Linked DNA regions of Columba livia: region 2 is linked to region 1. A link is a contact called in public Hi-C data. All regions are on one chromosome and are shown on one strand. The core of a region is the stretch at or near the end of the contact, and the rest is flanking DNA. Distances in the headings are between cores, read along the strand shown.

Region 1 (5,070 bases), core at 1,401-3,900:
TCATGGTAGCCTTTCTCCAAAGAGTTTCCAGTTTGGTAAGGGCAGATTTCCAGCATCACAGGGTCAACCCTGTGGAGATTTCCAAACTCAGGACTGAATGTTCAGGTTGTTGTACCAGGATTCATATAACCATCTTGATACAATGATGGGACACAAGGCCAACATGCACATGGACAGTGCTAACGAGAGGATATGAGCCACACAGACAGGCCTTATTTGCTGCATTTTATTTTTAATCTGCATTTGCCATTAGTCTTCACAAACAATTGTGGATTTACTGTAAATTCCTTCTCTTTTTCATATTTTCTCCTGGTTATGATGCAGAAAATGACCCACAGGAACAAAGAGTAGATCTAAGTGATGAAGGAGGGAAAATGTTCTACTACCAAAAAGCACAAAGCAAAGAAACTATGAGAAAAGGAAAAACATGCCTCCGTCTTTGCAGGGCATTTGTCACAAGAGTAGGTAAACATTTTGAGGGAGAAATGTGATGATGCCTCATGGAAACCTTCTAAAGCCATTTCTAACAACTGTATTCACTACCAGGGCAGTCAGATTGCTGGTAGAGAAAATAAAAGCTCCTGGACTGTTTCTGTACAGCCTGCGCTCGATGTTATTACTATTACAACAATGCCTAGAAATGGGATGAGGGCCCTCCCCAGCCAGGGACTGTGAAAAAACATAGTGAGGAGTTGTCACAAACTAGAAGACAAAGCGAGTTTTCTTACTCTTGTCTTTGTACGTGGCAAATTGAGGCACATCATGTGCAGAGTCACCCCTGCCACGGCTGTGTGGAGGCCTGTCCTTGCCCCCAGACCTGGCCCTTACCTACCCTGAGCATCATTTTCTCCTCTGGGGAGGACATCAAGGCCCAAGCTGGAAGACAGGTACCTCCTGGTCCTCTCTTCCCCAGGATTACAACCCAAACCCCTCTATCTCTAAATCCCTCCAGCCCTCGGCAGCTTCTAGCCCACTCCCAGAGCCTCTGCTGCCATGGCCCCAAGTGCTCGGTGGCTGCCAGGAGGCTCCATCTGAAAGTCTGGCTGAGAGGCACCAAGGCCCACACTGATGCTGTGGACCTGCCCTTCAGGCACCTTCTCTTTCCACCATGCCAGGGCTGCCTTCATGACGCTTTCATTGCCATGGGGCCAGGAAAGTCACACTCCGGTGCCTCTGCTCTCCAGGGTATGTCCCTCCTCTCCCTCCCCTGCTCTGCTCCATACATTAATATATTTCTCACTTTTTTTTTTTCCTTTTGGTATTTATTTTTTTTTCTTTTTGCTTTCCCATTACCCCTTTAATGCAGAGCAGGGCTGCTGATTACAAAAGAGGCAGCTTGACTCCAGCAATAGGTCTTCTTCACTAATCCTCACTGTCATGGAAATTCCAGCTGCTACAAGAATAAGAGGCTCAATCCATATTTGCCAGCTCTAATATGAAATCTGTCAGGGCCCAAATTAATGAGTTCCAAATTCCTTACATCACGATAACAGGTTAAGACTGGTCAATTAATTACATAAATCCTTCCCGATTCATTGTGCATTTTCAGGCGAGATTGTGTCTTACATAACTGGGTGACACAAGGCCTTTTGGCTCTTGTTGTTCCGCAGAAAGGCCTCCATTTAAGTGCAGCCTGCCTGCCACAGAGGCTGCTAAATGTCACGCCTCGGCTTGGCGCCGACCCCTAATTGCTTTTGTATAAAAATATATAAAATTCAATAAAATAAATTATTTTTTAAAATTGCAGAGCCGGGTGCTGCCGTACCGTGGGGGCTGGTGCGTGGGGGGCGGCGGGGGCTTCCCCGTGGGGAGGCAGGTGCAGCACCCCCTGCCGCGGCTGAGCCCCATTCCCCCCGCGGTGGGCGCGTCCCTGTTTTGCCTGGTTGCGGAGCGGCGCGGCTACGGGAGGGGCACAGGGATGAGGGGTGAGGAGCGGCAAACCCGAGAAATAAATGAAAAATACGTTATCACCCCGCGGAAAGCCGCGGAGGTCAAGCGCGCTGCCAGAGAAGGGGTGGCCGCCCCGCTCCGCGCCCCGCCCGGTGCGCGCTTCTCGCTGACCCACAGCGCCCCCTGGCGGCGCGGCACGGCCGGCTAGGGGGGGCGCGGTTTGCGCGGGGGAGGTGGTGGGAGGTAGCCCGGGACGCAGCTACAGGATGCCGCGGGGGGACGGGGAAGGATGCGCGGAGCCGGTCTCCGCGCCGCCCCGTGGAGAGAGCCGGGCCGGCGCCTTCCGCGGGTATGCGGCGGTGCGGAAGCGCGGGGCGGCCCGCCCCCTCGCCCGCCCGCTTCCCCCCGCCGTTGCCACGGGTCGCGGTTGCCACGAGTTACCGGATCGAGGCCGGGCGGCTCCGCTCCCTGACAGCCGCCCCCCTGCCACCGCGGGGACGCGCGGGCACACGCGTGCGCGCACAGCGCCGCCGCCATCCGCGCCGTGCGCGGGGGGGGGCGGCAGGGGCGGAGCGGGGCGGAGAGGACGGCGGCCCAGGTAAGGCTCTCGCCCCGCTCCGCTCCGCGGCCGGCGGCCCCAGGGCAGGGCCGGGAGGGGATGGGGCGCGGGGAAGGGCCGGGCCGGGGTGCGGCGGGGAGCGGCGCTCCGGCCTCCTGGGGGGCGACCTGCGGCGCCGCTGCCTTTCCTTTTTTGTTGTTTTCTTTCCCTTTTTCCTTCCAAGCGCGGTGCCCGCTGGAGCGGCCGCTGCCGGGCGGCAGAGCCCTGCGAGCAGCCGGCGGTGCCGCTCGACCTCGGAGCGCCGAGGAGAAGCGCTCGCCGGCCCCTGCGCGGCAGCTCCAGCCGCGATCACACACACGCGCACACGCGTGGGACGGGTGGCTCGCAAAATTAAGAAATCATGGGCTTAAAGGAGAAAGTTTTATTTCTGCCCTGTTTTATTTTATAAGGGCGCTTGAATTGTTTTCTAAGGAGGTTTTATTCCAGAAGGCAAAGAAGCAACGTTAACACGCTACAGCGTATTTTTAACACCCTAGAAGAGAATAACTGTGTCTCTCCTAAAGCATTTAGGCCTTCTATGGAAATAATGAACTCGATACTGGAAATAATGATTTACGGTTCTGCAACAGTGTAAAAACGTAGCGGGTGAAAATCCCCTGCCTTAAATTCTCCCTGGGCATCAGCACCACTCCTGCGGTTACAGAGAGATAGACGAGTTCTATTCTCCTCACCCCCGAGCATGCTGACTTAATCTAGACCTTGTATTTCACAGTAGAGCAAGGCACGAGTAGTATGTAGATATTAGATATTGCTCTGCAAAAAAAACTGAATACAGTACATGTCAAAAAAATACTTGGACACAATTTTGCAGAGTTAGATGGTGGGGAATTTGAGAGTGGAAATTTCCTCAATGCTTATAAAACCGCACTGCTATTTAAATGGAAATTATTTCCAAAAGATAATTTTTTCTCATATTTCTTGAAAACATATTCCAATGACACTGTAAGTAACAGGTTGCCTAATACTAGTTTACAATATCATGAAGTTACATTATAGAATTTGATAGCATATATGGTGAGTTATTTTCAAGTGTTTATATTAAAAAAAAAAAACAAAACATGACTATATATATATATACACGCATATCACAAAAATAATTGAACAGTAATTACACATGGTAAGTCATGAACTGTTTAGGAAATTTATATTGAAATAAATCTTACTGGCAGGTTTAAACACAAGATAGAAAGCAGTAACTTGTTTTATTTAATCACTTAAAAATGAGAATAAAAAGTTACAAGCAAAAAACTTAAGCTTTTGGGTGCAGAATTATTGCAATTAGATATAAATTAGCAATAGTAATTAGATGATATTATAAACTAGATATTAGCCTCTTTAAAAAACTAGCAGGAAATATCAGCATTATTTCAAAACTAAAAAATTTGAATCAAAATACCAGTGATCAACTTAATCAAAATATATTACATAGTGTTGAAAAAAAAAAAAAAATCACCAAATCACTGAAGTCACAAAATACATTAAAAATAATATTTTTTACATTCAAATTTCTAACACATTCAGATGTTCCAAACTAAACACTGTCTTAAAGCATATATATGCAGTTACAAATGGCTGATACACAAAGACAACATACTAGAGCACAGAATACTTTTTCTTCCCCTTTAATAACAAAAAATCCAGTAGCACTGGCTATACCAGCAACATTCAAAAATAAGTATTTAAACAAATTTCTGTGAAAGCTGGGAAGAAACTTGTGTTATAGCGGTCTTAGAATTTTTTGAACAGAGTGACAAAGTAAATAACAGAACAACAACAGAACTACTAGAAAACAAATATTTATTTCAGAAACATCTTCATTTGTGAAACAGTCACTGACATACAGATAAGCTCCTAGAATGAAAAAAAGAAAAAAAGCCACAAAGGCTCCCAAAACTTTTTATTTCTGTTATTTTCATTGAATATCGAGGACTTGTTAGTAGGCCAGAATTGTAAAGTGCTTCAACAGTTTAGCTCAATGTTTTAGAACAAAATAAAAAACCACTAACCTGACACTGTGTTAAATAAAAACACTAATATTTTTCTCAGACATTATTCCAGTTTTGTTTTTATATTTTCTCCTTCTTTTAAATAAATTTGCTAAACACTTTTTCTTGTAACGTGCTATCTTTAAAAAAAAAGTCAAGTCATCAATATCTCTGCCTGGCAATAACAGCTATTTTTTAAGCTACTTTGAGTGATAACTTGTTGCTTTAATTAAATATCACTTTTACATTAAAGTAGCTTCGCTGCTAACTCACACACAAGCTGAGAAGGTGACTATATCTATTTGTGCAATTCAATAAGATCAAGAAAAAAGAAACGTATATTTATCCTATAAAAGTGTTACCATCAACAAAATACAGTGGCTTAAAGTAATTACCTAAGAGATGTTATCCTCAGGCTATTAAAACATGTTTCTAAAATTACACAGATTCCCAGCTGGATGCTTTAAAAAAGCATGCCCACACACGCCTGTGATAACCTTTATTATCTGACCATTTAATAATCTATTGCTTCTGTAATTCACATGCTCCTTCTTTGAAAAACTTCACTGAATTCTT
Region 2 (5,070 bases), core at 846-3,345, 170 kb before region 1:
ATCCAATCTTCTGTAATGGCTTATATGTTCCCTTGTTCTCTGCTTCATAAGTGCTTCTTTCCTGGAACCTTCGTAGAAGTCCTGTTAACATAAAGATTATGTCAAAATATATCGAAGGTTCAGTTAAAGCACTTTTTCTGGGATTCTATATGTAATATTAAACCACAGTGTACAAAAACAAATTATGTATTTTGTAACTGTTAATTTTCCTTTTTTTTTTTTTTTTTAATAAACTTGTTTTGCTTTCTAGTTAGTTGTGTTATGTATGTATCCATGCAGAAAACTGCGGAAGGGGATATAAATTTCGACTGTGTTTGATATGCATGTTTGAGGTTTTTTGGTTAGTGATAAACTTTCAACTTCTCTCTCCCTAATCAGGAGAAATCTGCACTTGAAATCAAGAGTGGTGTGCAGCTGCAGTTTACAGACCCGGCCTCTGAAAGCAGAAGATTCTGCCGTACACATTTTGTGGTTTCAGTGAACGTACTCATATCGTTGCCTTGTGTATATTAAACATTAAAAACTGTAATTGATCATAATTCTGCGGAAATGTTCTTCGTAGCCACTTTGTATAGAATTGTAATGCTAGGAAATGAAATAGATGGTAATTAACATATGGGGCACGAGCAGCCAAACAGTGCCTGTTGCTCTCTTCTTAAGCAGCGCTCTGTATAGCTACAGGTTCGTGTTCTTTCAGGGAACTTGGCTGTGTTTTCCTGTTCCTCAGATTTAGAAAAAATTAAACTGAACTTCAAAAGTAGAAGACTATTAGTCAGTTCATGCATACATTAACCCTTTAATGCTCACCATACATTTTGTGCAGTTTCCTAGGAAAATCAAGGGAAATTTATGTGTAATATTGCAAGTCTTCAGGCCTGCTTCCACGTGTTTTTGTATTATGTTTTAGCCAATGGTTTATTTTTCTCATATATTTAGTATTATATTGTTAACTAATATTTTGTTGCCACAAAATGAAGGCTTAGTTCTTTTGCTGATGTAATAAATCAGCCTATGTGGTTATATGGACCTGAGACCATTCTGACTTGGAGATAGGAATTATATGAAAATTTGTAAAAAGATAATATATTAAACCCCACAGTTTTTGCTAAGTTAACATGAACTAAATGGCAGATAAGAATGATTTTTGTCTGTGGTAGTGTTCAATATTTTATCTGTACCTTAAGGGAAACTTTTACAAAGTCAAATCTGGATACCTTTTTCATATATGGAATTTCTGATTTAAGTTGTGCAACAGACATCTTCAGCTCTATGTGGATTAGTAACAGCTACCTGAAGTCTTTGTGTCAAATCCAGAACTTTGTGGCTAAAAGCATCAGTCAAAACATGAAAGTATGCTAAAATCCTCTCACTTGCATGGACAAAGGAGTTGGGCAGCTCAGAGTTAATACTTCAAATCCTCTTGTTTTGGAGATGCGCTTTACTGTTCGCATGCAAGATCAACTTTTTCGAGTCCTCCCACACACTTGATTTGTGAGACCCTTAATCTGCCAAAGAGGCAGGTCAGGCCAGTCTGCGAACTGCTGAGCCTGTGCAGGTCCCCTTGTAGTTGCTTGTGCTGTTTATGCTTCAGGCGGGCCCTGGAAACACTGTGGGTTAAAAGGTAACGTTAGTCTGAACTCATCCTCTCAGTAAGCTAAAATGTGGTGCTTTATTTTAGCTAATGTACGATACTTGATGTTGCGCTGGATTCTAATTGGAGTCAAACAGGTTGTGGAGTTTTATTGCAATTTTTTTAAAAAGGAGATGGTCATTGAAATTGATTCTGTAAGTTATCAGTGAAGCATTAAAATGATAGATTATAGTCTTCAGATCTTTTACTACTTTAATTTATCAAGTGTACTTGTGAATTGTGTACAGAATGTGAAGCGTTAATATCAGGGCCAGAAAAGCTCCTTCTCACTTGTTAACCTGGCAGCATAATAGATCTGCCCACTGAAACGTCTTTTTATTAATTAAGTAATTCCGAATTCCACGAACACCTACTTTCTGTGGGGGGAGGAAATCCCCTGTTTCGTTGAGATGAAGTGTGTATTTGCAAAACTTTGATTTAGGACAGGACCAACGCGGGGCTGGGTCGGGAGCGGCTCCGTGGGCAGCCGGGGCGCGGGGGAAGGGAAGAGGCTGCCCTGCGCGGCTTTCCGCGGCCCTGCGCGGCCTTGCGCTGCACTGCGCGCCCGCGGCGGTAGGTGGCAGCAAATTTTCATGGCAGGGTCGGAAGCCGAGCCCGTCCCCTTCCCCCTTCCGTGCGCGGCCGCCGCGTTTCCAGGAGAGGGAGTCCTTCCCCAAGCCATGAGCCGCGGGCCCGCCGAGCGCTGCCTCTGCTGGGTGGTGGCAGTCGGAGAAATCGCGAGTCTTTTGTCTGTAGTTCTCTTTTAGGGCTTTTCACCCCTCTTAGTACATGGGGGGAGGTGTGTGTGTGTGTGGGGGGGGGGAATAAACAAACTGCCTTAATAATTCAAAGCGTGAAGGATGTCCTGAAACTCACTTGAAGTGTCTTGGAATAAACCAGCAATGGACCACAGATGAATTGTTTACTTTAAATCTGTGCAAATACCATAACCTTTTTTGGATAAAAAAAATCTCCTTCCATACTACTTGAACAAAACTCAATGGTAGAAAATGCTAATTGCTTTATTTTTGTTGTTTACTTAGGTTGCACTTGCATTCTGTGAATAGTAAAACAGCTCAGTTTTTGAAAGGTGATTATAAGTCGCATTTTGTATAGCGTTCTACTTGATTATTTGCTCTGTTCTGGATTTGTACTATACTGCCATTAGATCTTACAATAATGTTCTACTCTGCAAATTTTTAAGGTTCAAATAAAGTTTAATTGTTTGCAAACTGTTATGATGCTAATAATTCAACAGCCTGCTGTGTTACTAATGAAATTACTTTGTTATGATTAATTTGGAAAATAGTGTGTTGATTGTAGTAATTAAGCACAACAAGGTGAAGTAAATGATTCTAATGCCATCTGGCCTCCAGACTGAATGAAGAAATGAAATGGGGCTGTCATTTGAATTTATTCAGAGAAGTAAGGGTAATACAAATGGTTTTTATAGCAGAGGCACCCGGATATAATAATGTCACACTCTAGTATTTTTTCATGTACTTCTCTATACAGACAACTGGTTCATGTATTTTCCTAGCATCTAGTTAGGATATACCTCTTTGTGCATGCTGCCGCTAATTACCTGTACTGAGGGTAGTGTATGCACTGGTTCTTTCGTCAGAGAGATCTATGGATAAGATTTAGGGAAGTGATGTGCATCAACTTACCTTTTGCTCCTCCATTAATAATAAAAACTTCTTGTGACTGGAATTAAGCAGAATGTGAATGCTAATTAGGATGCCATTCTATATGTGAAGCCAAATGCATAAAGTTTCTTCTTTTTGGCTCTACAGCCTGAGCATGACACAGCATTAGAAGAAGTGTAAAGAATAACCCTTTAGAACCTGATCCAAAGACTTTTGAAACTGAGCAGCCATTGAATTTGGTTGCTTCTGGATCAGGCTCTCAAAACTGTAACTCAAAACCCGGCAATACAATTTCAAAGTGCCTTTTGCTGAATACTCTTTGTCCTCTTTCTGAAAGAGATGCAATTATTTCCGTAAGCTGAACTAAACAAAAGAAAGGCACAGGCTTCTCCGTAGCCAAAAGACTACATTTCATCCATTTTTCTATCTCGGGTAAAGCAAAACAAACTTGTGGCTGTATATCAGAGTCCTGGCTTGATAAAGTTCACTGGGATCTGTAGGAAAGCTGTAAAATATTAAAACATGCATGACAGTAGCCAGGTAGATGACAATGTCGTGCTTTTCAGATGCATGAGCCATTCGATGTTTCTCTCCTCTCCCTCAGCTTGATGAAAAATTTATTAATATGTAACTGTGGGAATAAGCATATGCATGGAAACCTTATAAACAACTTTCTACTCTACATAGCACAATGTACTGATAAAGTGTAAGACCTTCACTTACCAGGGTTTCTCTGAAGCTGACATTTTTCAGACAAGTGTCTGCTTAATTCCACCTTTATTTAGAAAAACTGACAGTGAGCTCAGTGAAGAGTGCTCTGCCAAAGCTGCATCTCTGTCCTAGAGTTCATTTCCTGTTTCTCAGGATCCCATGTCTTGCTGTGAGGGACCAACACCAACCAACTTCACACTGCGGACTTAAAATTGTGGATTCAAGCTGGGTGTAAGCACAGTATTTCATGCTTCTGGGATGAAATTGTGACTTGACCAGTCTCTTCTTCCTACTGGAAAAAGTAAAGGGGGGCTGAGGTGGTGACAGGATGTGCAGGTCAAAGGGATTCTGCTTTTCTAATCCAACCGCGTTGTGCCAATACATATATTTTTTTCCCCCTTTAAATTGTGAAGCAAATCAGGCAGTGATAAGCCATGAATTGTTACATCATAGCCTTTTATGGATTTGTTTAGGAGAGATTTTTGTAATGGGATCTAGACAATTCTGTTTCTGCTGCCTGGAATTTTCCTTAGTCCAAATGACCAGACTGAGAAATTCACAGGAAGCTGGGTTCAAAGCAAAGTAGAGGAAAAACCTCTGCACCTGAAAGCAATGCCAACACAAGGCAAATTTAAAACTGTAAATTTCAGCTTCTTCCTAGCCTTTTGGGATGAACAAGTATTTTGATTAACAGGAATAACTTAAAAATCTAAGGTGTCTTCTTGTGGCAATGTGTGGAAGAATAAAGTACAACAGTGCAGGCAGTCTAAGAAGAGCTGCTGGTAGATGAAGAGGCAGGTAGTTTCATATGCCACGAAAACCCAATCTTTTTATTTTCTGCTGTAGCAAACTGATGTGTTGGAGCTTTTATCCTAAAGTAGTGTCAGTGTCTCACAACCCATAGAATAAACTTCCTTTCACCCTCCATTGTAAAGCAAGTACTACTCCATAAAGATATTTGATGGCTAATGAGCATTTTACAGCAAGACTTTAAAGTTTATGCTGTGAGATGAAAAAAGAAATTCCACATTCAGTTACAGTGGTAGAATTTATGTTGGCAGAATAGAATTACTGATTTGG

Evidence for each region. Hi-C and Micro-C count contacts between places; a contact is called where the count stands out from the background.
Region 2: a contact with region 1 is called in a Hi-C map of crop, with 8 times the contacts expected there. The contact joins two enhancer-like sites. A contact is called at or near these places in 2 of 2 Hi-C or Micro-C datasets (crop and liver).

The regions. Positions count from the first base shown.
Region 1 is chr2:35,905,756-35,910,825 of bColLiv1.pat.W.v2, reverse strand. It overlaps SNX10 (sorting nexin 10), which reads right to left. Exons shown (of 7, transcript XM_065051365.1): 7 at 3,680-5,070. Among named protein-coding and RNA genes, the nearest start is that of SNX10, 40 kb to the right of the region's middle. Within about 2 kb of position 2,650, at least 3 of the 3 cell types and tissues checked have an H3K27ac peak away from gene starts, as active enhancers do.
Region 2 is chr2:36,070,421-36,075,490 of bColLiv1.pat.W.v2, reverse strand. It overlaps SKAP2 (src kinase associated phosphoprotein 2), which reads left to right. Exons shown (of 11, transcript XM_065051387.1): 11 at 379-2,862. Among named protein-coding and RNA genes, the nearest start is that of SKAP2, 120 kb to the left of the region's middle. Within about 2 kb of position 2,095, at least 2 of the 3 cell types and tissues checked have an H3K27ac peak away from gene starts, as active enhancers do.